Linked DNA regions of Mus musculus: regions 1, 2 and 4 are each linked to region 3. A link is a contact called in public Hi-C data. All regions are on one chromosome and are shown on one strand. The core of a region is the stretch at or near the end of the contact, and the rest is flanking DNA. Distances in the headings are between cores, read along the strand shown.

Evidence for each region. A called contact is a pair of places that touch in the nucleus more often than the background predicts.
Region 1: a Hi-C map of uterus shows a contact between it and region 3, with 2.1 times the contacts expected there. The contact joins two enhancer-like sites. A contact is called at or near these places in 5 of 484 Hi-C or Micro-C datasets (liver, muscle stem cells, nephron progenitors and 1 more), 1 of 115 datasets of contacts at active chromatin or transcription factors (fibro-adipogenic progenitors) and 2 of 9 other capture datasets (adipose tissue and pancreatic islet).
Region 2: a Hi-C map of muscle stem cells shows a contact between it and region 3, with 2.7 times the contacts expected there. The contact joins two enhancer-like sites. A contact is called at or near these places in 1 of 484 Hi-C or Micro-C datasets (muscle stem cells), 1 of 115 datasets of contacts at active chromatin or transcription factors (embryonic stem cells) and 1 of 9 other capture datasets (embryonic stem cells).
Region 4: a contact with region 3 is called in a Hi-C map of liver, with 1.5 times the contacts expected there. The contact joins the promoter of 5830403F22Rik here to the enhancer-like site in region 3. A contact is called at or near these places in 1 of 15 datasets of contacts at CTCF or cohesin (the NIH/3T3 cell line), 7 of 484 Hi-C or Micro-C datasets (cerebral cortex, liver, muscle stem cells and 3 more) and 3 of 115 datasets of contacts at active chromatin or transcription factors (astrocytes, neural progenitor cells and oligodendrocyte precursor cells).

What each region holds. Positions count from the first base shown.
Region 1 is chr7:134,175,852-134,181,557 of GRCm38.p6, forward strand. The region is part of intron 1 of Adam12 (a disintegrin and metallopeptidase domain 12 (meltrin alpha)); the gene reads right to left. Among named protein-coding and RNA genes, the nearest start is that of 5830403F22Rik, 16 kb to the right of the region's middle. Within about 2 kb of position 1,375, at least 17 of the 459 cell types and tissues checked have an H3K27ac peak or open chromatin away from gene starts, as enhancers often do. A contact at or near this core is called in uterus, where this site is marked.
Region 2 is chr7:134,258,582-134,264,505 of GRCm38.p6, forward strand. No RefSeq gene overlaps it. Among named protein-coding and RNA genes, the nearest start is that of Adam12, 36 kb to the left of the region's middle. Within about 2 kb of position 2,815, at least 78 of the 459 cell types and tissues checked have an H3K27ac peak or open chromatin away from gene starts, as enhancers often do. A contact at or near this core is called in muscle stem cells, where this site is marked.
Region 3 is chr7:134,024,830-134,030,422 of GRCm38.p6, forward strand. All of the region lies in intron 3 of Adam12 (a disintegrin and metallopeptidase domain 12 (meltrin alpha)), which reads right to left. Gm39103 (a long non-coding RNA gene) reads left to right here. Exons shown (of 3, transcript XR_870012.2): 2 at 1,334-1,483. Among named protein-coding and RNA genes, the nearest start is that of Gm39103, 4.8 kb to the left of the region's middle. Within about 2 kb of position 1,587, at least 95 of the 459 cell types and tissues checked have an H3K27ac peak or open chromatin away from gene starts, as enhancers often do. A contact at or near this core is called in cerebral cortex, liver, muscle stem cells and 4 more, where this site is marked.
Region 4 is chr7:134,190,833-134,196,440 of GRCm38.p6, forward strand. It overlaps 5830403F22Rik (a long non-coding RNA gene), which reads right to left and starts at 4,054. Exons shown (of 2, transcript XR_870010.1): 1 at 1-4,054. All of the region lies in intron 1 of Adam12 (a disintegrin and metallopeptidase domain 12 (meltrin alpha)), which reads right to left.

The DNA of each region.
Region 1 (5,706 bases), core at 125-2,624, 150 kb after region 3:
CAGCACATGTGCCATGGAAGGAGTCTGAGGGAGGAACTCTGTACTCTGTATCCTCTGCATCATGCTTGATTCTATCCTGCAAATTCAACATCACCTCAAGAAAAAGACAATAGCAAGTTAAAGACTGGTGAGGGGAGTATCTGGAGATGAGACTCTTGAGAGAGAAGCCAAGAGAAAACTTTTGGGGATAGTGTTGGCTTTGAAGAATATGAATTGAGATCTGCAGATGAGAATTCTCCTGATCCAGTGAAAGGAAGATCACATCGGCCAAAAAACAAGTGAATGTTATCTTCTTTTTGTGACCGATAGAGTGTGATCAGCCTAGGAAATGGTCACATGAAGGGCAGCTCAGCTATAGCTAGTCCCTAAAGCATTGTTCTGGGAACCTCAGTGACACCTGGGTGCTTTGCCTGGGACTTTATGAGACCCATACTTCATAGTGGGTTCTGATCCAGTTAGGCAGCTCCTGCAGATTCATATCACAGTATGCAAAGTACTTATGAGAGAGCCTGTAGGGTACTTGAATTAGGCAAAAGTATTTGAAGATACCAGCAATTGTGAACCACCAGAACCACTGAAAACCATGCCGGGTTCCAAGTGACTATGGCTACTGTAGAGTTCTTTGAAGTCAAGTCATACTATCATCAAGGTGGGCACAGGCATCTTTATCCTTGCCACATAAAGTCATTAGCTTTGAGTTAAATTATCAATACAAGTCAGTTTGGTAAAGTAGTTGATGGTAAAGTCACTTGTTCTGGAGCTTAATAAACTGGACAGAGGACGAGCTTTAGCACTGGTATCATCTATTCCCCGAGATCCAACCCTAGCAAGACGAAGACAGAATATTTCCCCATACTTTCTTAGTCATGGCAGAGAAAGACCTGGAAGACGTCCCCACAGGCTTCAGATGCTTGAGGCAAGGTCTTTGCCTGTTCTACAGCCCACCTGAGCTGCTGGCTTAGATAGAAGGAGATGGTACATGGTCCCCAAATCAAGCTATCACACCATATGCTCTCCCAGGAGAGATAACTTGACGTTAGGAGCATAAGGAAGGTCTGTGGATGGGGAACTTGGATTTGATCATCTTGAGATCCAACAAACCCAATGGAAAGAAGTTTCTTAGCCTTCAGGACTAGTTCCTCAGGCATTCTTGGTGGCAGAGAACGATAGCTATTGGATTTCCTGTGGGCCAAATGTGCCCAACATTAAACACTCTTCCCTTTCACCTACATTTTTTTTCCAGGCTCTGAATCCAAAATAAAGCTCTTTTGGCTCCAAAGTTCTTTACAAAGAAACTTTATTTCTAGATATTCCTCAGAGAATCTGAAGGCAGACTGGGCCAATGCTTGTGAGACATTTTTGCAAGGCTCTGGAGAAGTTGCATAACTGTACTATCTGCTGAGTACAGTGTTTATTATCTGTGTACAGGAATAATGGAGCCATCTCTGGGCTTTTTAATTGGTTGCACAATATCCCCTCCACGGGATCTGTGGTCAGAAGGCTGTTTCTTATGAGCTTTGCTTATGTATTTATGCACTAGTATTTCTTTTAGATGATACAAATAAAATTTTTATTTGTGCGGCATGGGTAGACAGGATGAATTATGCACAGCTGTGAGATATCAGGATGTATTTTATGCAGCTATCTTGTTGACAAACTGTAAAAGGAGGTCTTGAATGATGCATACATTCAGAAAATATGACCTTATAAAATGCACAGTTTGTATACAGTTTGTTGTTTTATAATCTGTATTTGGGCATCGACAAAACTCACTGTTATCTAAGGAAGAAATGTGGGCAGATGATACTGGGAAAAAGCTCCCAGGCTCTTCGATCCTGGGTAAACCTAACACACCATTGTGCGAGCCTCTGCCTCCCCTCCCTCCTCCTCTCTCTCTCCTGTCTCTGTTCTCTCCTCTTCCTCCTCCTCCTCCTCTTCTTCCTCCTCCTCCTCTTCTTTCTTCTTTCTTCTTTCTTCTTTCTTCTTCTTCTTCTTCTTCTTCTTCTTCTTCTTCTTCTTCTTCTTCTTCTTCTTCTTCTTCTTCCTCTCTCTCTCTCTCTCTCTCTCTCTCTCTCTCTCTCTCTCTCTCTCTGTACTCTGCTTGCTATTTCATCAGTTTCTGCCGTTTTCAGACCCAATTAAGGGCAGTCAAAAAGGATGTTATAGACTATAGCCCCATCTCCTTAGAAAGGAATCCTTTCAATGAGCTGTGAAGGTTACAGAAAAGATGCCGAAGAAGATATCCCCCAAAATGACTCATCTGCCACAACTAAAGTCACCCAGAGCATGGCTTCTGCTTGATCCATCCCTGCTCTGGCTTGGCCCAATCCCTCCTTTGCCTCACTTACAGAGGGAGAACCATGGCATGCCAAATCAAGATCAAGGCCTCTTAGTGACTAAGATTCCACCTCCCCAGAGATGGGGACTGATACCATACCTGTAGGGTACACTACCATGGAACCCTGAGTTAGTTCCAAACTGTTCTTTATGTGCCAACTTTATGGCTACCCTCTAAGGCAGTGGTTCTCAAGTTTTCTAATGCTACAACCCTTTAATACAGTTTCTCATGCTGTGGTGACTCCAATCATACATTATTTTTGCTGCTACTTCATAATTAATTTTGCTACTATTACAAATCATAATGTACACATCTATATTTTCTGATGATCTTAGGGGACCTCTGTGGAAAGTTCATTCAACCACCCTAAGGGTCACAACCCATAGGTTGAAAACCATTGCTCTGAGGGCTGGAATTCTCATAGTATCATTTTCTTTCCTGTTGGGATCCCACAGGACTAAGCAATCACAAGTGAGGCCATGCAGGAGAGGATCTTCACAAACCCACACTGTGTGAACTTGGTCTAGGACATAAGGATCTAGGACATCTAGACTTTGTGCTATGTTTATGTAACTACTGCTGTGAACACCAGTTCATATTAAAAATTTGAAAATGTCAAGGTTTAGTTGGCAGTGAGAAGACACACTGGTGAGGATGTTAAGACAAGAAGAAGCAAAGCATCACCCACTGAGTTCTTCAAAGGAAAACTCCCACCGGCACTCAACAGGGAATTAAAAAAGGAGGCTCAGGTGGAAGAGCCAAGATGGAATTGTGATGCACTGTAGGAAAGTCTAAATGGGAAAAAAAGAAGTTGAAGAAGTCATCTTAAGCTGAAAAGAAGCCAGGTCAAGGCCTTGGAAATTCATTTAGCATTTTATTAGCCCTGAATACCAAAGACCTACATCAAATCAGGCAGAAGCCATCTAGGGGTTTCCTGCTTCAGAGTCCTGGGGTGGTGATGTGCTCATTAACACAAAGACACTCTTTGTTCAGACTTACATCTTCAAACTTAACCAAGAAAACAGCAGCATCCTTTCATCACATCTGTATCTTCTCTATGTGAAAATTAGCAGTTCAATTTAAAACACGCACATGTGCACACGTGTACACACACACACACACACACACACACACACACACACACACACACACACACACAAACTTAAAGATCCTCAAAAGAGTCAAAGGCAGATGAAGCTGAAAAGGGCAGCTTTGCAGTGGAGGAAACGGACAGGCTCTGCCCCAGCCCAGCGATCAAGGTCAGCACCAGCAGGGGTGCACCATGTGGTGGAAGATGCCCTTGGTATGACATGATAGCATGTTGCATCTTCCTCCTCAAAATTTGTACTTTGGGGTTGTGGAGATAGCTCAGTAGTAAAGTACTTGCCGTGCAAGCATGTGAGTTTGATTCCCCAGAACTCATGTAAAAATGCTGGAGGTAGTGTCACCTGGTTGTAATCCCAACTTGGGGGTAGTAGACAAAGGAGAATCCCTAGGGTGCAGCAGCCGGTCATCTAACCTAACCAGGCCATCGAGAGGCCCTGTCTCAAAAAACAAGGTGGAGGCTGAAGATATGATACAGCTGTTAAAACACTTGCATATGCCTGAGTTCTAATCCTCACACCTACATAACAGCTCACAGTCATCTGTAACTCTAGTTACAGGGGTTATGACACCCCTTGGTCTTCATAGGTACTGCACACACATGATACATGTACATACATGCAGGCAAAACATCCATACATACACAATAAACATAAATAAGTAAAATTTATAAAAAACAAGGTGGGTGGATCATAAGAAATGATATTTGGAGTTGACTTCTGCCCCCCCCCCCCGCCCCCATACACACACACACCATATATAACTCAACCTCATCATTAAGATACATCCCCCAGAGATGCATCCTACAATGTTCCTGACCAGGGCTCTTCAAAACTGCCAAGTATCATGAAACAGCAGAACAACCTGAGCTACTCCACCTCAAGCAAAAAGAACCCAAGGAGGCATTCCAGCTAAATGCTCAGTGGGTTCCTGCATGGGCTCAGAGACAGGAAAGGCACACTGGGTAAAAGTCAATGAAGCATGAATAAGGTCGAACCTAACTTGATGTCATGGTGATATTATTATCCTTGCAAGTGAATTACAACAAATATGCATATGACGTTAATGTAAGAAGTGGGGGGAATGGGAGTAACTGCAGGGTAACTGGGAAGCATTTGTATGAGCTTCTTGATGTTTCTACGAATATAAAACTGTTATAAAATATAGCCCAATCATAAAACTTTTACAATCTAATCTGAATCTTGCAGGGATAATTTTCTGGAGGAGCTTAGTATATATAAGAAGGGTTGAACACAGGCAGACATCACCGGGGCTCCAGTCCCCAAGCAGCTGTAATGTTTGCTTGTCACTTCTCCTACCACACTGACATGTATTCAGAAGGAAGAGGAGATGCTGACGCTGTAGTTAAGCACAGACGGGTTCACAGACAAGGCTTTCCAGAGTGTGGGAAGGCAGGTGGATGGGAATTGGAAACCCCTTCCAGGGACTCCAGGGCATGCTAGAGAATAGAAAAACAAGAGGCTGAACAGAAGACAAATTTTTATTGACCTTTATTTAGCCTATAAGATAGTAAAGAAGTGAAAGAAGACTTGCCACTTGGTTTTGGGACCTTCAAGGTGTGATTGACACATGGTATATTGACAAAATGGTGCTGAAACAGAACCTAGGCACAGGTTAGTGAGAAACGCCTGCATGCACCTTTGACCTGGGTTGTAGCTCAATGGTTGAGTGCTTCTCTAGCATGTACAGGGCACTCTGTTCAAACCCCAGTACTGCCAAAAACCAAAAGAGATGCCACATGTATATGACCTTGGGGAAGAAATCTGAATTTCCCAAGGCTCTAATCCTTTATGAGTCCCTTGAGGCTGAGGACCATCATCCACCAAGAGGACTGGCAAAAGAATATCATGGGATCACAGACATAGAAGGAGAGCTGGATGCCCCGAAGTCATGGATGTGGAAGGGGACCCTGATGCCCTTCAGTTTGGCAGACTGCTCTTTCAGATCAGTGTTTGGAAAGGAGCCAAATGCTCCTGCTGGTTTTCTCTGAGCCACTGGCACTAGGAATTCATTATGTTTCTCTTCTTTATGTTCATACAGACCTGATTTTTCTGTAATCAGCACATATTATTTTTATTATGGAGAAAAAAAGCAAATGGAAAAATATCTATCATCTGGGCTCCTGATGACAAGTCTCACAATTCTCCTGGCACCACTAGGCACAGCCTCGAGCATGAAGAAGACAGAGCCCATTTAGATACAACAGCAATCAAGTTCTGGGGAGCAATCACAGTTCTGCAGAG
Region 2 (5,924 bases), core at 1,565-4,064, 230 kb after region 3:
TGGCTCCCATCTTGGCAAGGAAAGAGGGCCAAAGTAGAACATGTGAGCCCAAATGTGAGCCTCAGTAGGCTGCTCACCTCAAACAGATGGAGTCTTTAAAGGAAGCAGGGCTTCTTGATTCCAAAGGGATAAGATCCTGACTCAGTCATGGGTCTGTTGACTTCATGATGGTACTGATGCTTCTAAAATATCCAGAAAAGCAGCTGCCATGCATTAAAGCCACTGTGATCAAACAGGAACATGGGAAGCACTGGGCTGGCAGGTAGCACATCATTAGCCTTTAACAAAATGCTTTCTCAAGCTATTCTTGAAACACACACACACACACACACACACACACACACACACACACACACACACACATATATATATATATATATAATTTATAAAGGGATTTACTGGAACAGCTTATAGGATGTGGTCTAGCTAGTCCAACAATGACTGTGATTATTATATGATATATGTCATATACACACACACACATATATATATGTATATGTACACACACACACACACACACACACACACACACACTTATAAAGGGGTTTCTTGGCATGGCTCACAGGATGTCGTCCAGCTAGTCCAACAATGGCTGTCTACCAATGGAAGGGCCACGAATCCAATAGCTGTTCAGTTCATGGAGCTGGATGTCTCAGCTGGTCTTCAACATAGACCTGAATCCCAAGGAAGTAGACTGTAATGCCAGTGAAGGATCAACTTGCCAGAGAGAGTATAAGCAAGCAGATAGAGAGTAAGCGTCCTTCTTCGGTGGATTTATACAGGCTGCCAGCAAAGTGTGGTCCAGACCTCAAAAGATCTGGATATGTAGCAAAGGATTGCCTTAGCAGGTATCACTGGGAGGGGAGCCCCTTAGTCCTTCGGAGGCTCGATGACCCAGGATAGGGGAATGCTAGGGCGGTGAGGCAGGAATGGGTAGGTGGGTGGGGGAGCACCCTCATAGAGGCAGGAGGAAGGGGACAGGGATAGGAGGCTTGTGGAGGGGAAACTGGGAAGGGGGAATAAATAACATGATAACACTTGAAAGGTAACTAAATAAAATAACCAATAAAAAACGAAAAAAAGATACGATGTTTCAAGAGAGAGAGAGAGAGAGAGAGAGAGATCTGGAGTAAAGGTGTATCTTTCCACTTCAGAGATCCAGATTAGAAATGAGTCTTACCACTTCAAATACTAATGATTTCATTTAAAAAAAAATCTCTCACAAGTTTGCCCAGTCATTGGGCTGTAGCTAATTCCAGACATAGTCAAGTTCACAACCCCGAATAGCCATTATATTTTCCCTCTTTTCAGCTGTGTGTGTGTGTGTGTGTGTGTGTGTGTGTGTGTGTGTGTGTGTAGGATATGTGTGAAGCCAGATGATGACAATTGGTGTCTACTTCAATTGTTCTCCATCTTCGTTTTTGAGGCAGGGTCTCTCACCAAGCCTAGAGCTCATGGTTTTGGCTAAGTGAGCTGGTGAGAGAGGCCCAGAGAGCTTCCTGTCTCTCTGTCCCCAGCGTCGGGATTGTTGGAACTGCAGGTGTGTGCTGTTGGGCTCAGCTTTTGCTCGTGGGAAGCACTCAGGACCAACCACTGCATGTCAGCTCATCTACTGAGTGAGGAGTCATCTTCCTCCCTGTCTTTTAAGAATTTTAAAAGTTTTCCTTTGTTTGTCTTGAGATGCTCTGAAAAAGTCTGCTCTTTCCTTCCCAGGGTCTAAGGCACTTAGATCTGGGACAAACACTACTACTTGAAGTCACCTTTCTGACTGCACCAAGGCCCGACAAGTGCCATTCAGGATGTGTCCAGGAACCTTTTTTGAGAGGCAAAGGAACCAACTAGAATTTCAGTGTCGCCCTCCCTCCTTTTGTGCACATTCCAGATGAGCACCTCAGATTAAATCTTCCATTGAGACACCACCTGCAACTTAAAGAAAAGCTCTGAACTTTTGGAGAAGCTTGCAAAGTTGTCATTGCTATAGTCCATGTGACTTGTAGACCGAGGTCTGCCTTGGTGGAGGATCCTGGCCTTCGAAAATAAGCCACAGGATGTTAGTGGGGGACCTTGCAGAATCTCCAGTACCTGTTGCATAGCCTGCTCTTCCAGGATCAGCCAGCCTTGTCCCAACTGTACATAGCAAGATGGGGGAGGGGAAGAAGAGGGAGGGGGAAAGGGAAGGGGAAAGGGAGAGGGAGAAGGAGGGAGAAGGGAGAAGAAGGGAGAAGGGAGAAGAAAGGAGAAGGGAGAAGAAAGGAGAAAGGAGAGGGAGAAGAAGGGAGAAGAAGGGAGAAGGAAGAAGGGAGAAGGAAGAAGGGAGAAGAAGGGAGAAGGGAGAAGAAAGGAGAAGGGAGAAGAAAGGAGAAAGGAGAGGGAGAAGAAGGGAGAAGGGAGAAGAAGGGAGAAGGAAGAAGGGAGAAGAAGGGAGAAGAAGGGAGAAGAAGGGAGAAGGGAGAAGAAGGGAGAAGGGAGAGGGAGAAGGAGAGCGAGCTAGAGAAACTTCCAAAGTGATTCAGTCCCAGGAATGGGCTGCTTCTGCCAAGGATGGCGGGTTTCAAAGGTTTCTGCAGGGCTACACATTTGTGGGCAATTTTGATGAAAGTACAAATTCAAGGAGCCTTACCATGTGGAGCCATCTGCTGATGGACACACTGTAATCACTTAGCAGCTCACTTCCTTTGAGAGTGCACACAGTGCATTCCTGTCCACCCAAAGAAGTCTTTTTTTTTTTTTTCCTACCACATTCTTAGTTGCTTGACCCAGAACTCTCATGTACCAATGATTAGATCACACTCCCTGGGCAGACACATCCAGCCCCTCCTGCATACACTGTGCCTCATACCCAGACTGTGGGTCATCAGATACACTCAGAGGCCAGGTCTAGTGCATGACTTTTTTTTTGCCAGTGAATGGTGAAAAGTAGGGACTCTGAGAGACAGAGAATTATCCACACTCTCTCATGATTGGCTGCCTTACCGGTACTTCTTTCAGAGTCTTGCTCCACAGAGCAAGTATTTGCTGACTCACCCAGGGGAGCTGACAGCTTCCAGGAAGTTGGGTTGGCAACAGACGCTGTTTGAAGAGCCAAGACAATTGTTTTCCCATTATTCCATTACCAGCTGGCAGACAGGATGTATAACCCAAATAGGAATTGCTCCTTCCACATAAAGTCATGGGGACCACCGGGAGATGGCTCAGTTCTCTTACCACCTGGATGTCTCTAAGGATTTCAAATGTTGCCTGGTCCAAACTCAGGAATCTTTCTTTAGAAACTCCTCAGCCCCCTCATGCTGCATCTCTGAAAAGCCATCTCCATTCTGGACCTAAGACATCCTCAAATGCAAACAAATCATTCTCAGAGAATTTGTTTGGTGACGTTAAGATGGCAAAGTCTAGTTAGAATTTTCAAACCCCACGGAGTCTTTCTTGAGGTCTGAGTTTAAGAAAAATACTCAACAGTTGGTGGCCAGTTCCTGAGAGGAGGGAAGAAATGGCTGCGTTATTTCTGTAGGCCTTGATTTCTCTACTTATCATAACATTAGATATTTCTGTTATTACTATACAACATAAGAGAAACTCAGGCTGTGTTCGATCCATTTGTCAGCATTAAAATAATTTCTACAATAAGAAAATAAGCTCAACAGGAAACCAAATGTTCATTTTCTGCCTTGTCCCAGCCAGAACAGAGGGACCATTACCCCACACCAGACAACACGCCATATTCCTACGTGGTTCCCCTCTCTGGGACCTTAGTTAAGAACCGCCCTTGAAAACATTCTTTAGTGCCATTTAATGTGCGGCTGGCTCTTCCTTCTTTACATTTGAGGACTCAGCAGCAGGTTTGGAGTGAAGGTGAGTGTTTTATGAACTCTTAAAAGTTGGCTCCATCTAGCATTCTCTCTTTAAAATGTTAGCTGACAGAAACCCACCTCCTTAAGTATCACCGAACAGTCTGGAAACAGCTGGGCCCTGAATTTAGATGCATGGGAAAAGCTTCTGAAATACTCTGGAGATACTAAAGAAAAGTAAGGACAGATGTCTTGGGATCTTCATCCAAGAGAGTCTGTCCTTAACTATCGCAGAATTGACTTAAAGTGTGCATTTTTTTTCAAAAAGCTGTTGAACTGTACATAGGAATTCATTGGCGTACTGAGAAGAGGCCCTAACAGTATTTTAGAAAAGCAAACACAAACTTTGCTGAGCTGCTCTGAAAGGATTCCCAAGGTGATGGGAACATGGAGGGGATGTGAAAGTTTACCAGAAGCCAGGAGCTTGGGAAGCCGTTGCAGGTCGGTCACAAGTTCAAGGCCAGCCTCTGATACATAGAAAGTTCAGAACTAGCCTGGGTTACATGAAACTGTATCTCAAAAGCCCTAAAACCAGCCAACCAAATGTTTTCAAGAATATTTTGCATTTCTTTACTTATTCACTGCGCTTATGTGTGGGGGCAAGCACATGCTATGTGCACGTGAAAAGATCCAGGGGACAAGCTGTGGAGTCAGCTCTCCCCTTCTGCCCTGTGGGTCCTGGGGATCAAAGCCAGGCTGTCTGCCATGCCTTGGGAAAGTACCCCTCCACCTATAGAGTCACCTTCCCAGCCCCCAACCAAACTTTATGATAAAACTTCCTGCTTACAGGACTGACCAGACGCAATAAAGCTAAGCATACAATGGCCTTTTGAAGCATCTCACTGCTAAGCCCTCTCAACCAACTCATGGCCCATGAGCTTCTCCTCCCACCTCTGTGCATGCCAGGAAACACTCATGATGTGTTTGCTTTGGGCCAGGCATTCTTCCACACACTCCACTCCCATCCACTTTATTTCCATAGCAACCGCATGAAGAAGGCACTATACTTACCTTGCATCTGGCAGTTAGGGAAACTGAGGCAAGGATAAACAACCAACTGTGCCAGGTCTTTACTGAATTTTTTTCCTTTCACCCCACCCCCACCCTCCACCCTGTTTCCACCCTTTTTGTCTGCTCAGTTAAAACGGATCCTACCCTTTGTAGAGTCTCCCTTAGGTGGCTGAGCAATGCTAAACTTGGTCAGTAGGGGGCGCTGGAGAGATATGGCTCAGCAAGGTACTGTGCCAAGCCCTACAAAGCAGGCATTTCCTCTCACCCCACCTTCCCACCCCCCTTTGACTGCTGCTGAAGCAGAGGGGGCTCAAAATCCCCAGGCAGGTCAGGTTTCTGTCAAGCCTCAGGGCAAGCCTCAGAGGGTGGATTTTCAGTAAGTTCTATGGGTGGGGCAGTACAAAACATTCTCTGTCATCTGCTGAGCCATGCTCTAATTCTTCTAGTGCAGCTCCTTTATTTCTGTGGCTACTTGGGCTCTTCAGAGCTGCCTCCACTTCTTACTAGACAATTCTCTATATGGTGAATGATTCAGTACATTAAGCATCCTTGGATTACCATGTGGTTTCTCTCCTGGCTGGGTGCTGAATGGCACCTCCGTCCAAGGCCACAGACCGGGAACAGTAGTGGCACCCCAGAGCTTCTGTTCCTGAAGGTTCTGTCAGGTTGCTTCCTCTGAACATGGCAGGCATAATGAAGCACAAGTGTAGATTCTAGTTGTCGGAGACAGCCTGCCAATAATAGCATGGGAAAGCACACCAAATTGTGTTGGGTCTCTATAGCCTATGGTTTTTGTTGTTTGGTTGTTTGGTTTTTTTTTTGTTGTTGTTGTTTTTTTGTTTTCCCCAAGACAGGGTTTCTCTGTGTAGCCCTGGCTATCATGGAACTCACTCTGTAGACCAGGCTGACCTTGAACTCAGAGATCTGTCTACCTCTGCCTTCTAGTGCTGGGATTAAAGGCACGTAACATTACTGCCTATTTTATTTGTTTGTTTTTAATGCCATTCTGCAATCCATTGCTGGAGAGGCTGCGATAGGTAGACCTTTGGGCCTCAGTGGCAAGTAAGC
Region 3 (5,593 bases), core at 337-2,836:
GGTGTACAGTCCCATCAGGGCAAAGGCTGTCTCTCCCCTCGGTTCTTACACTAGTGCTTCCAAGTTAGTGTGTGCTCCGTAGATGTGTGTTGAGTGAGCTGTGTGTTAGTTACTGCTGCATGGCTGTGACTAAAGTCCCCACAGACAGCTGAAGGAGGTAGGGGTTATGTTGGCTCATGGTTTCGAAGAGTTCATGCACTGGTATTTATAGAATACCTCATAGTTTCTGTAGTCAAACCTGGGTCGGATAAGACCTTACATGTTTAATTCAGTATGTTACTCCCTGGACACATGCCCATTTTATTGGACAAAATGGTACAATGTTATTAGGCATGTGGGGTTGGGGAGAGTCTTCATGTCAGAGAGAAAGGAGAATGGATGAGCAGAGCCAACATCCCCCTAGAGACCTGTCTTCAACTATCTACTCCCTCCAACCAGGCCTTACCTCCTCAAGCCTTCACAATCTCCCAAATGCTCACTAGCAGCTGGGGACCTAGGCTTTAAGATAGCCTGGGGAGGAGGGGGAGGCGGATCTCATGTGCAAGGCCAGCAAGTGCGAAGAAGACACAGTAGAGGACGTGGCTGGCTGACACACAGGCATGAGGAAGGACCTGGGTCCCCAGCATCTCTGTAAAAGCTGAATATCATGGCATGGCATTGCAGGGTTGGGGGAGGAGACAGGGAGATTCCCAGATCTCACCAACAGCCAGCCTAGCCAACCAGTGAGCTCCAGGTTCAGTGAGGGATGCCGTCCTAAAAATGAGTCAGAGATTGATAGAGGAAGACACTGATATGTGGCCTCCATATGCATGTGTACACACACATACAGGAGCATCTGCTTATATGTACAGATATACAAACATGTACAAATGCCATACACACACACACACACACACACACAACAATGAAGAATAAGAAAGATATATCAAATACAGTAACAGATAATATTAACAGTAATTGTATTGTTACTGCTTTCCTGGTTTGAGGAAGGAGTAGAAGTTATCATTACTCTAAAGTCAGTAGCTATCAACATCAACAAAAATCCTGAGGAGATAAGATACTCTCACCCTTAAAAATTCTATCATTTGGTATTTAGTTCATACAGAACTATACACACACACACACACACACACACGTATATATAACATATGTGTATGTATATATGATATATATGTGTGTATATATATGTGTGTGTATATATATATGTATGTATATATATATATTTATAGATATCTTCAAGGAAATGTTTCTAAATTGCTAGCATTAATGAAACATTTAGCAAATTGTTAGGAACCATCAAACTGACTTCTTTTGTTTGTTTGTTTGGCGACAGAGTCTCATCATGTAACTCTGGCTGGCGTGGAGCTCAAACACCTTCTAATCCTTGGATACACAGCCTTGAGCTTCAGAACGAGCGTGTCTGGTATACGTGTTCCTTCCACATACCAGCTACCCTTGGAGAGCACTCAGGTCCGCCAATTGGGTAAGCTTTTTCCCAGTAATCTGGAAGCAGTTCAGCCCGCTCTCCTCACCGGCACTGCATGAAGAGGATCTTTTATTAATTGGTGCTCGGGGCTGAGGGGGAGTTTCTTGGCCTAGGCGGAAGCCAGCCAGCCAGCTCCCAGGCAGACGTGCAGGCTGGCCAGCTGGGCTCTCTTAGACACTGACCTACATTGAACCAAGCTCACAGAATGTGTGTTAGATCAAATTTGTTCCTTTCTGCTTGCTCAAAGTGAGTTCTGCTCTGCAAATTTCCATGATATCGTTGCCAGGGAGTGATACAAGACAGAAAAGGACCCCCCCCCCACCCGTTCCATCCTAGAGATTTCTAAACCAGCCCACAGAACTGCTCATGGGCTCTTGCAGAGGCCACCAAGAAATGCCTCTGCAGTTTGAATAGATGGTTTCCTCCCTTCCTGAGACGGGGCCCCTGACTATGAACCTGAGTGTGCAGAGCTCTCATCAGTGGGGCACACACGCTTTCCTGCTCAGTTGAGTTGGGACATCCTAGGAAAACCCCTGTGTCTGCCAGCAGCCAGCATGCACCGCTGCCTGCAGGAGAACTTACAAAAGGGAAGTCCGTGTCTCCGGGACAACAAAAGGATATTAAATATAAAACTGTAGAACAAAACAATAAATCCCACCTGAGGTCTGCTTGCTGGGTTCTGTCTTCCTGGGGAGGGCTATTCTGTCTTCCTTGCTCTAAAGAAGCTACAGGGAGTACTTGTAATCTTCAAGCCCGGTGTATCTTCCTTTCTGTAATTGACCTCCAAGGACTGGGCTAATCTCTCGGTTTCTTCTCTTTTCTGTCTTGAACAAAGCTTTGCATTTAGGCCTCATGTGGCTTAGAGCCCAGGGGAAGAACCATCCAAAGCCAGGCCAGTAACAATGGGCCGTGGTAGGGTCTCTTTCCAGGATAAAGGCTCCCACGATCAATTATTCCCACAGTGGGCCTTTGACTTGCCTCCCTCTGCTAGATGGGCTATGGAAGGAACACCCTCCCCCAGCGCCTCCAGTTTGCATTCACTTCCAGTCCTGTAGGTTAACATGGAAGTGTAGCTAATCCTATCAGCTAATTCTCTACTAGAACGTAAGTAGTGCAGTCAGAACAGTGTTCTGGAATGTTCTATGGCCCTCTCGTTGTGTGTAGAAAAGGCCAATACTAATGGCTGTATGGGGTCAGTTAGACAACTTACTATATGGCCATGTTTTCTAGGGCTGTGAGAAATTGAAATCTGCAATAGGCAACATGGCCTCAAACCATAAAATCAGTTAAAAGCTGTGGAAGGGGGGGGAGGGGGAGTTGGTCCACATTTGATTCACACAGTAATTTCTTTTATTTGCGATGTCTCTGGAGTCGTGTGCTGTACTTAACATTCTAACCCTGGGAACATCTTTATAAAAAGCTGGAAATAGAGGCAGTGTGTGTGTGTGTGTGTGTGTGTGTGTGTGTGTGTATACTCATGTGCCTGGGTAGATGTGTGTGGAAACAGGAGGCTTAATCTCCTTCCTAATTTACTGTTCACAGATTATGATCTCCTGGGTTCATTTTATCAGCTGCCAGAGCTACAGATACACAGATCCACACCATTACATTTTTTACTCAGGACTCGGAGATCTGAATACAGCAGGTCCTTATGGCTATGCAGTAAGCACTTTACCTAATAAGCTATCTCCCAGCTCCAAATTTCTTTTCCTTGTAACCTTTCCTACTGCCGCATCCCCAAAATATCCTGGGTGGATGTGTGGGTGTGTGGGGGTGCTTACTCCATGTACTGACCCTAGAATAAGAGTTTCCTTGTCCAGATGGATGTTGGCCAGAAAACAAACCATATAAACACACAAACAAACAGGCAAACAAACAGCCTGCTTCCAATCTTGTTGGCTTCCTAGCCCTGAAAAACGCAGTGGTTCATTTGTTCTTTTCTCTCTTCCTCTCTCTCTTTCTTTTCTTAAAAAAAAAAAAAAGGAAAACAGAAAAATACTTCCTCTGAAGAACCCAGAAAACTCAGATTCAGATGAGATTTGTGGTTTCATTTTCACACTACAATCTTGCATGCGACGTTGGGATGACATCATGTGTACCACTAAACACACGCTCCAGAAAGACGTTCTTCATTAAGAGCTGAATGCTTTCCATGCGTCTGGGGGAAACAGAGCTAAATATGCTGAGCAGGGAGGGAGGCATCGTTTAATGACTAAAAAATGTCATCTACAGCGATCTGCCTCTGTAACCCTCTAGAGTTCCCTGAAAGGAATACTCCAGTCACCTGAAAGCTTATTGAATTAATCAGCACTTCCCAAGGCCAGAAAACAACTATGACCAAGGGCATTTCTCCACATTCAGATCTGGGGAGCTGAATCAGTGTGGAAAATGGATGAAATACCACCAGAGCTCTTTCTTTTTCCCAGAAGCCTGGGTGTTTCCAAAACTAAAGAGTCACATTTCAACCCCCTGTAGGACAGAGCACTGTTCTACCCTGAACATTCAAATCTGGGCCAGTTATTGGATGAGTCTGTGGAATTTGTGCTCATTTTGTTGAGTGTGACAGTGGCATTGTGGCTATGTAGGATCCATCTTAAGCTTTGGGATGGTTCCTCAGATAAAGTCCTTGTCTTGCAAGCATGGGGACCTGAGTTCTGGCTCTAAGACTCATCTCAAACCAAACCAAACCAAACCAAACCAAACCAAACCAAACCAAACCAAACCAAACCAAACCAAACCAACAAACAACAGATTGTAGTGGCTTGTGCTTGGAATCTCAGCACCACAGATGCAGAAACAGGAAGATTTCAGGGCTGGCTGGCCAGTTAGCCTGGTTCCTAACAGAGAGAGAGAGAGAGACAGAGAGAGAGACACAGAGAGAGAGAGAGAGAGAGACAGAGAGAGAGACAGAGAGAGAGACACAGAGAGAGAGACAGAGAGAGACACAGAGAGAGAGACAGAGAGAGAGAGAGAGAGAGAGAGAGAGAGAGAGAGAGAGAGAGACAGACAGACTCCATCTCAGAAAACAAGATGGCTCATACCCATGTTCTTCCCTCCCCTCTGGCTCTGTGAGTCTGTGTGTGTTTTGGGCAAATGTAATACATAGTTTTCTAAACCAGAGAGCATTAAGTCAAACACATCATGGCCCATTGTCCCCAGACCATAGCATATGCCACCTGGGAGCATCCCTTTAACTGTCCACTCTGGTCTCTGTGTCACCACAGCAGACTCAGAGCAACTGTAAGGATTTTTTAAAATCAGTTTTTATATGTGTAGGTGTGTGTGTGTGTGTGTGTGTGTGTGTGTGTGTGTGTGTGTGCGCGCGCATATCTATATGTGTACTTTGTATACCTCAAAGATCAGAAGAGGGTGCCAGATCCCCTGGAACTGGAGTTACAGAAATTGTGAGCTGCCCAGTGTGGGCTGGGAGCTGAATCTCCGTCCTTTACCAGAGCAGTTCCCTTGGCCTTCCAGCAGTGTCCCCTCAGGATCTGCTCCCATATTATCCAGTGTCCCTTTGCCCTAGCTTATGCAGTGTTGAGATACAATTCACCTGCCTTGTGATTCACAAGTGATACAAGCTATCGAGTACTTTTTCAGTATATCTCTTTGCAGACCTGTGTGAGCATCACCCACAGCATCCTCTGCCTGCTTCTCTCTGCCTGCTTCTCCCCCCATACCCCTCACCCTTCACCCCTTGAGCCCTTACACACCTATCCTTTCATTTTTTTTCCTGAAAATAACAAGTTTTGTTTTTAAAGATGCTTTCATCATTTTTTAAAGTTAAAATCACTTGGCATTGTGCGGCATTTCTTGTGCCTCCACTGAGGTTGCGTTTTCTTGTCTCAAATAATGTCCTAGATGTCATAGGCCTTTGTCAGGGTGTCCCATTTGTAGAAGACTACATGTCCTCCAGTCTATAACTGATAGAATTGTGGTCACCTCAGCAACATCGGTGATGGTGGTGAGGTGTGTGTGTGTGTGTGTATGTGTGTGTGTGTGTGAGGTGTGTGTGTGTGTGTGTATGTGTGTGTGTGTGTGTGTGTGTGTTGTATGTGGCTGTTTCTCCTCTGTATCAGGGCATCAGTGAGCGCAAGCCTGGGGGAT
Region 4 (5,608 bases), core at 2,804-5,303, 170 kb after region 3:
ACTCTGGGAGGCTGCCTGCTCTGAGGTGTTCTCCTGTAGGGCATTTCTAGATGAAAGTTCAAAATATCCAAATGCAGTTATTTCTTCTTCAGCATCAAAAAGCCACATATTTGCAGACTGTTTCTTTCTCGTTTTTCCTCCCTACTATGGGATAGCGTGTAGACACAGGCCCAGTTTATTAGACAGCAGGCGATATTTGCCACTGGCTGGCCAACGATGTTCTTGTAAATATTTCAATCCCCTCCCTGTTCCCAAGAAGAAAATGGAAAAACTGAAACAGCTACAAGCAGGCAGGGTCTGTGCACTGGCACAGACTCTAATTCCTCTTTTACAGCGCGTCCTCGAGATTGCTGTTCATGAGAGCTGTGGGGTGGGGAGCAGAGAAATTGTCACATTGATTTTCTGTGGAAATCATGCAATTTATATTCTTCAACTTGACTATATCAGCACAAATCAGAGCCACATGGAGGTAACACTCATCTTGAATCCCACACATTTCCGAGGGTCAGCCAGGCCTAGGAGGCCCTCCTTAAAGTAAGAAGAGGACAATTTAGCCCAAAGGAAAACAAGAGCCACCTGAGGCTACTCACAGGGAGACCCAGTTTATCTGACATTGTCACCAATGATTGGAAAAGTTCCAGCCAGAGTGTCCATCTCAACTCATGTCCTCAGGACTTTCTCTGGGCTTCTGGGTATGTTGCCCCTGTTGTAAAAGCAATCTCATGTTGATGTACCCACATATGCCATCTCACACAGGTGGGCAAAGATACTGCAGTCCACCCAGTAGGATCTGTTCACCTACTCTACATAGAGTAGAGCAATGAGCTTCAGGAAACTGGCCCTTCCCAGAGCTCACATCGCTGGCAGGCAGCTCAAACCTAGGCCTTCTGGGCTAGGGAGATGGCTCCATCATTAAAGTGTTTGCCCCATAAACATAAGGACATGAGTTCAATCCCCAGAACTCACATGAAAAAACAAACAAACAAACAAACAACTGGATATAGGGGCATTTACTAGTAATTCTGGTGCTGGGGATGTAGAGATGGGCAGATCTCTTAGACTTCCCTGGTCCTCAGCCTACTAGACAAGTTCCAAGCCATGGAGAGACCCTGTCTTAGATAGAAGGTGGATGGCTCCTGAGACATGATTCCTGAGGCTGATCTCTGGCTTCTATGTATGCTATGGGCATGCATGCACATGCAAACACATGTACACACACATATAATACACACACACACACACATATGCGCGTGCACACACACACACTCATGCACACATACCCACACAAACATACATGTTAGAGGAAGAATCTAAGCCTTTCATCTTCCTTGCTCCCTTTCCTTCTGAACAGAGTTGTTGTCATCAATCCCACTCTTTGTGCTTCCTCTCTCACCTGCAAAGGCACCTCTGCTCGTGCAGGTGGCAGGACTCCCATTTGTCTGCATATTTCCTACCTTTTCCCGTTTCACATCAGCTGCTGGGGTAGATAAGCGGACTTGGACCGCAGGCTGTAGTCAGGACTTCACATGAGCCAGGGTCTGGTAGAGAGCACCAAAGAACAACTACCAGGGGCCTGACGCCTTCCTGCTCAGCCCCAAGGTGGCCTGGGAACCTGGGCCACTGACCTTTTGCTCTGTCTCCTGACTCACAGTGTTGGCTTTCCTCCTATTCTACCTTACTAGAGAGTCTGGTCATGACTGGCTCCTGCAAGCTTCGTCTTCTCCCAGCCACAATGGAGTTAATCAATAGGGCACACTTTCACAGGCAGGCCAGTTCTCAGTCTCAGTAGATGTCACCAAACATTCTCACAGCACGTCACACATCCCTATCTGAGGCTCACACAAGAGCCTTGGTTAGGTTCCTTAAGTACTAAGATTCTTCTTCCCATCATGTGGTCAATGCATCGGTGTACTGGTGTGACCTGGAAAATGTGACTTTCTGGCCTCTGAGCTCTTGGACACAGCCCCTTGGACCTATCACATGCTGAATAAATGTGTTAAATGGATGTGAAAGAGAGGAAAGGGGCTCTCCAGCTGAATGCATGAAAATTACCTCTACGTGGGCAAAGAGTCCAGCATCCAAAAACAAAATGTCAGTGTTCATCAGCAGGATGATATATTCAGGTCTGGTTTGTCACCACCCATAGGTAGGGTCAGAAGTAATGGGAACAAGGTCTTCCATGTATGGGGCATTGAAATTTCTTCTACCAAATAGCCCAGATATTAAAGAGCTATGACCGCCTACCTATGGGTGGTGATAAGCTGGACATGAACTCAGTTTCCACGGGCTCAGAACCCCATGAGATCATTTTGAAATCTGCCAGATTGTACTGAACATCTGGTCCTGCCCATTGACAACCAAAGGTTACAAGGTCAGTGACAATAGAGTTCAGAGTCCAAGTAGGAAGACAACTGTTTCAAAAGAGGTGGCAGAATGCCTAGGGACAATGCTGATCATAGCCCCATAGCCTTGAGAAAGGAACCAGGACAAAGGATGTGAGGGCAGAGTTCAGGGAGGCTTCCCCAGGGACAAGGATTGTAAGCACTAGGGAACGCAGGCAGAGTAGCATCTGAGGCTAGGAAAGCAGACGGCATAAGGAGGTAGTCAGTGAGCACACACAGCACACACTGGTTGCACACACTTGTTTCTTTCCCTGTTTGATTTGCAGGGTCCTCCACCTGTCCATGAAAGGTGAGCAGTATGAGGATTCCTAAGAGCAAGATTTGAAAAGGACAGAGGTTTATAACTCCAGTGATACTAACTGCTCTCTGTAAATGAGCAAGCTAGTTGAATCCAGGCCCAGCCTTCTGGCGTCTGTACCTTCTGGAAGGCTTCATGATGAGCCCTCCCGAGTAACTGAAAAAAAAAAAGAAGACTCTCTTCTGTAACCATTCAAGTGCTCTGACAGAAACAGTTGTGGGCTTCACACTCCAAGAGTGGAGCCCATACCACAATCCTGCTAGATTTTGTGTCTTAGTCTACATCCTGGTTTGCTTTAATTGCTAACTTGGCATAATCTAGACCCTCCTGAGAAGAATGACTCTATTGAAGAATGACCTAGACCATTTTGGTCTGTGGGCTCTCTATGGGGATTGTCTTGATTGGTAGTTAATGTGGGAGGTGTCAGCCCACTATAGGCAGCTTCATTCCCTAAGTAGGGGATCCTGGGCTGCACAGGAAAACTAACTAAACGTGGGTCTGGAAGCAAGCCAACAAGGAGTGTTCCTTCACGGTTTCCTGTTTTGAGTTCCTTCTTGAGATCCTGGCCTGGCTTCCATCATGACAGGGAAGTCAAGACAGCAGGAGCTTAAAGCAGCTGGCCACACTGCACCAGCAGTTAAGAAGCAGAGAACAACTGAATGAATGCTCTTGGCTCAGCTGATGCCTTCGGCTTTTTATTCAATCTAGTCCTCAAGCCCAGGGACAGGTGCTATTCTATTTATCACCTCTATTTATCTCCTCAATTAATATCTTCACACCTCAATTAACCTCACCTAGATAATCCCTTACTAGTCCCTAGAGACTTGTCTCCTAGATTCCACATCTTGTCAAGTTGACAATCAGCACTAACCATCACGCCTTCCTAGCTAGCCCTTCATCATATGCAAGAGGAGAGTAGATTTGTAGATTGTTGCTGGCATCCTTAGGGACCCAAGAAGTTATTTTTATTATGAAAAAGTTCCAGACTATATCCTTGGTTGATGCCAAATAAAGATCATTGGACTCTGCCCTTCACAAGCATCAACTTCCAAAAAACTAGCTATGCTATGTGTAGAGGAAGAATAAGGCAGGACTCAGTGGGAAGACCCACGGGATCCGGCATGCAGTAGACCCACAGTGAACATCAGTGAGAAAATGTGAAAGCCTAGTGATTGCAGGCTTGTGTGGATTTCCATTTTTTGCTAGATTTCTAAAATCCAGTCACTCCTTTATTGCATATCCATCATGGGCAGTTATAATGCAAATGTCTTTGGAATTATAACAAAGTTGATTTTTTTTCAAGACACAGTTTCTCTACGTAGCCTTGGCTGTCTTGAACTTGCTCTATAGACAAGACTGGCCTCGACCTCAGAGATCCATCTGCCTTTACTTCCTGAGTGCTGGGATCAAAGGCATGTGCCACCACCACCCAGCTTGAAGTTTGAATTATTAACATAAAGACTGCTCCTTGCACCTGACACCGTGTTACATAAGAACATTTTCCTAACTATGTACTGTTATGAGCATAGTCTCCCCTTCACCTCCCTCTTCACCCCTCTCTGATTGGCTTTTCAAAGTGGCTATTCAAAATTAAATTAAGAGCAGACTTCAAAAGGAAAAAATACAGATGAAAATAGACCATTTTCTAGAGAACGTTACAGGCTTGACTACGGCGAGATTTTGTGAAAACCTAGCTAAGTTTTTAACAAATACTCAGGTTCCAATAAATGAGATTCTAAGTCATTGCTCATGTCATTTTAGGGGAGTGTCACAAAAGACAAATGGACATTTTCCCACATATTTATTACAATAGCCATTGGGTTTAAAGTGGGCACAGACAATAAGAGCTCTGATGTCAACTTTTAAGTAAAATTCACTACAGCAAAAGGAAAAATATTTAAAGATAGAAGACTTCTAAAAATTCTGTTTAAAGAGTTTATGTATCAGGGTAGTAGTAAGTGGTGGCATGTAACTTGAATCCTAGCACTTGGAGGGGTGTGGGCCATCTATGAGTTTGAGGTCCACCAGGACTAAGTAGTGAGACATTGTCTTTAAAAAGTAAATGATAGCCAGGCAGTGGTGGCACACGCCTTTAATCCCAGCACTTGGGAGGCAGAAGCAGGCGGATTTCTGAGTTCAAGGCCAGCTTGGTCTACAGAGAGTTCCAGGACAGTCAGGGCTACACAGAGAAATCCTGTCTTGAAAAAAAAAAAAGTAAATGATAGGGCTAGAGAGATGTCTCAGAGGTTGAGAGCAGTGGCTGCTTTTCCAGAGGTCCTGAGTTCAATTCCCAGCAACCACATGATGACTCATAACCATGCATAATGAGATGTGGTGCCCTTTTCTGGTCTGCAGACATACATTCAGGCAGAATGCTGTATACATACTAAATAAATTTTAAAAATTAAAATGATAATTTCACATGAAAATATATGAAACCGATCCAGAATGCTTTAAGTATTTCCAAGACAATTGGACACAGATGAACTAAAGGCAGTGTAGTTGCTCACTGCATTCTAAATACTTACCCTCACCCACAGGTAGGTCTAGCACTCAGTCCTCATGGAAGGACCTTCCTTTTGTAGCGAATGGAGATGAGAACAGAAAGCCACACGGGTCAAATTGTAGAGAACAGTGATTAGGGTTGCTCCGTCCCAGTTGATGTGTCAACCACAACCACAACCACAAGCTATACCATAAGCTCATGAAGCATCACCAGAGAGGAGGCAGAAAGACTGTAGGAGCCATGAAGTCAGCTGCAAGGTTATGCCTTCTATATATGAGGGAAGCTGCACCCACGAAATCTCAAAAGCCTAATCCCCTAAACAAAATGTAAACAGTGTTAATACCAAGCGACCTACCAACACAGATGGGAGAAATCGCACAAGCCTCACGCCTACATAAAGAA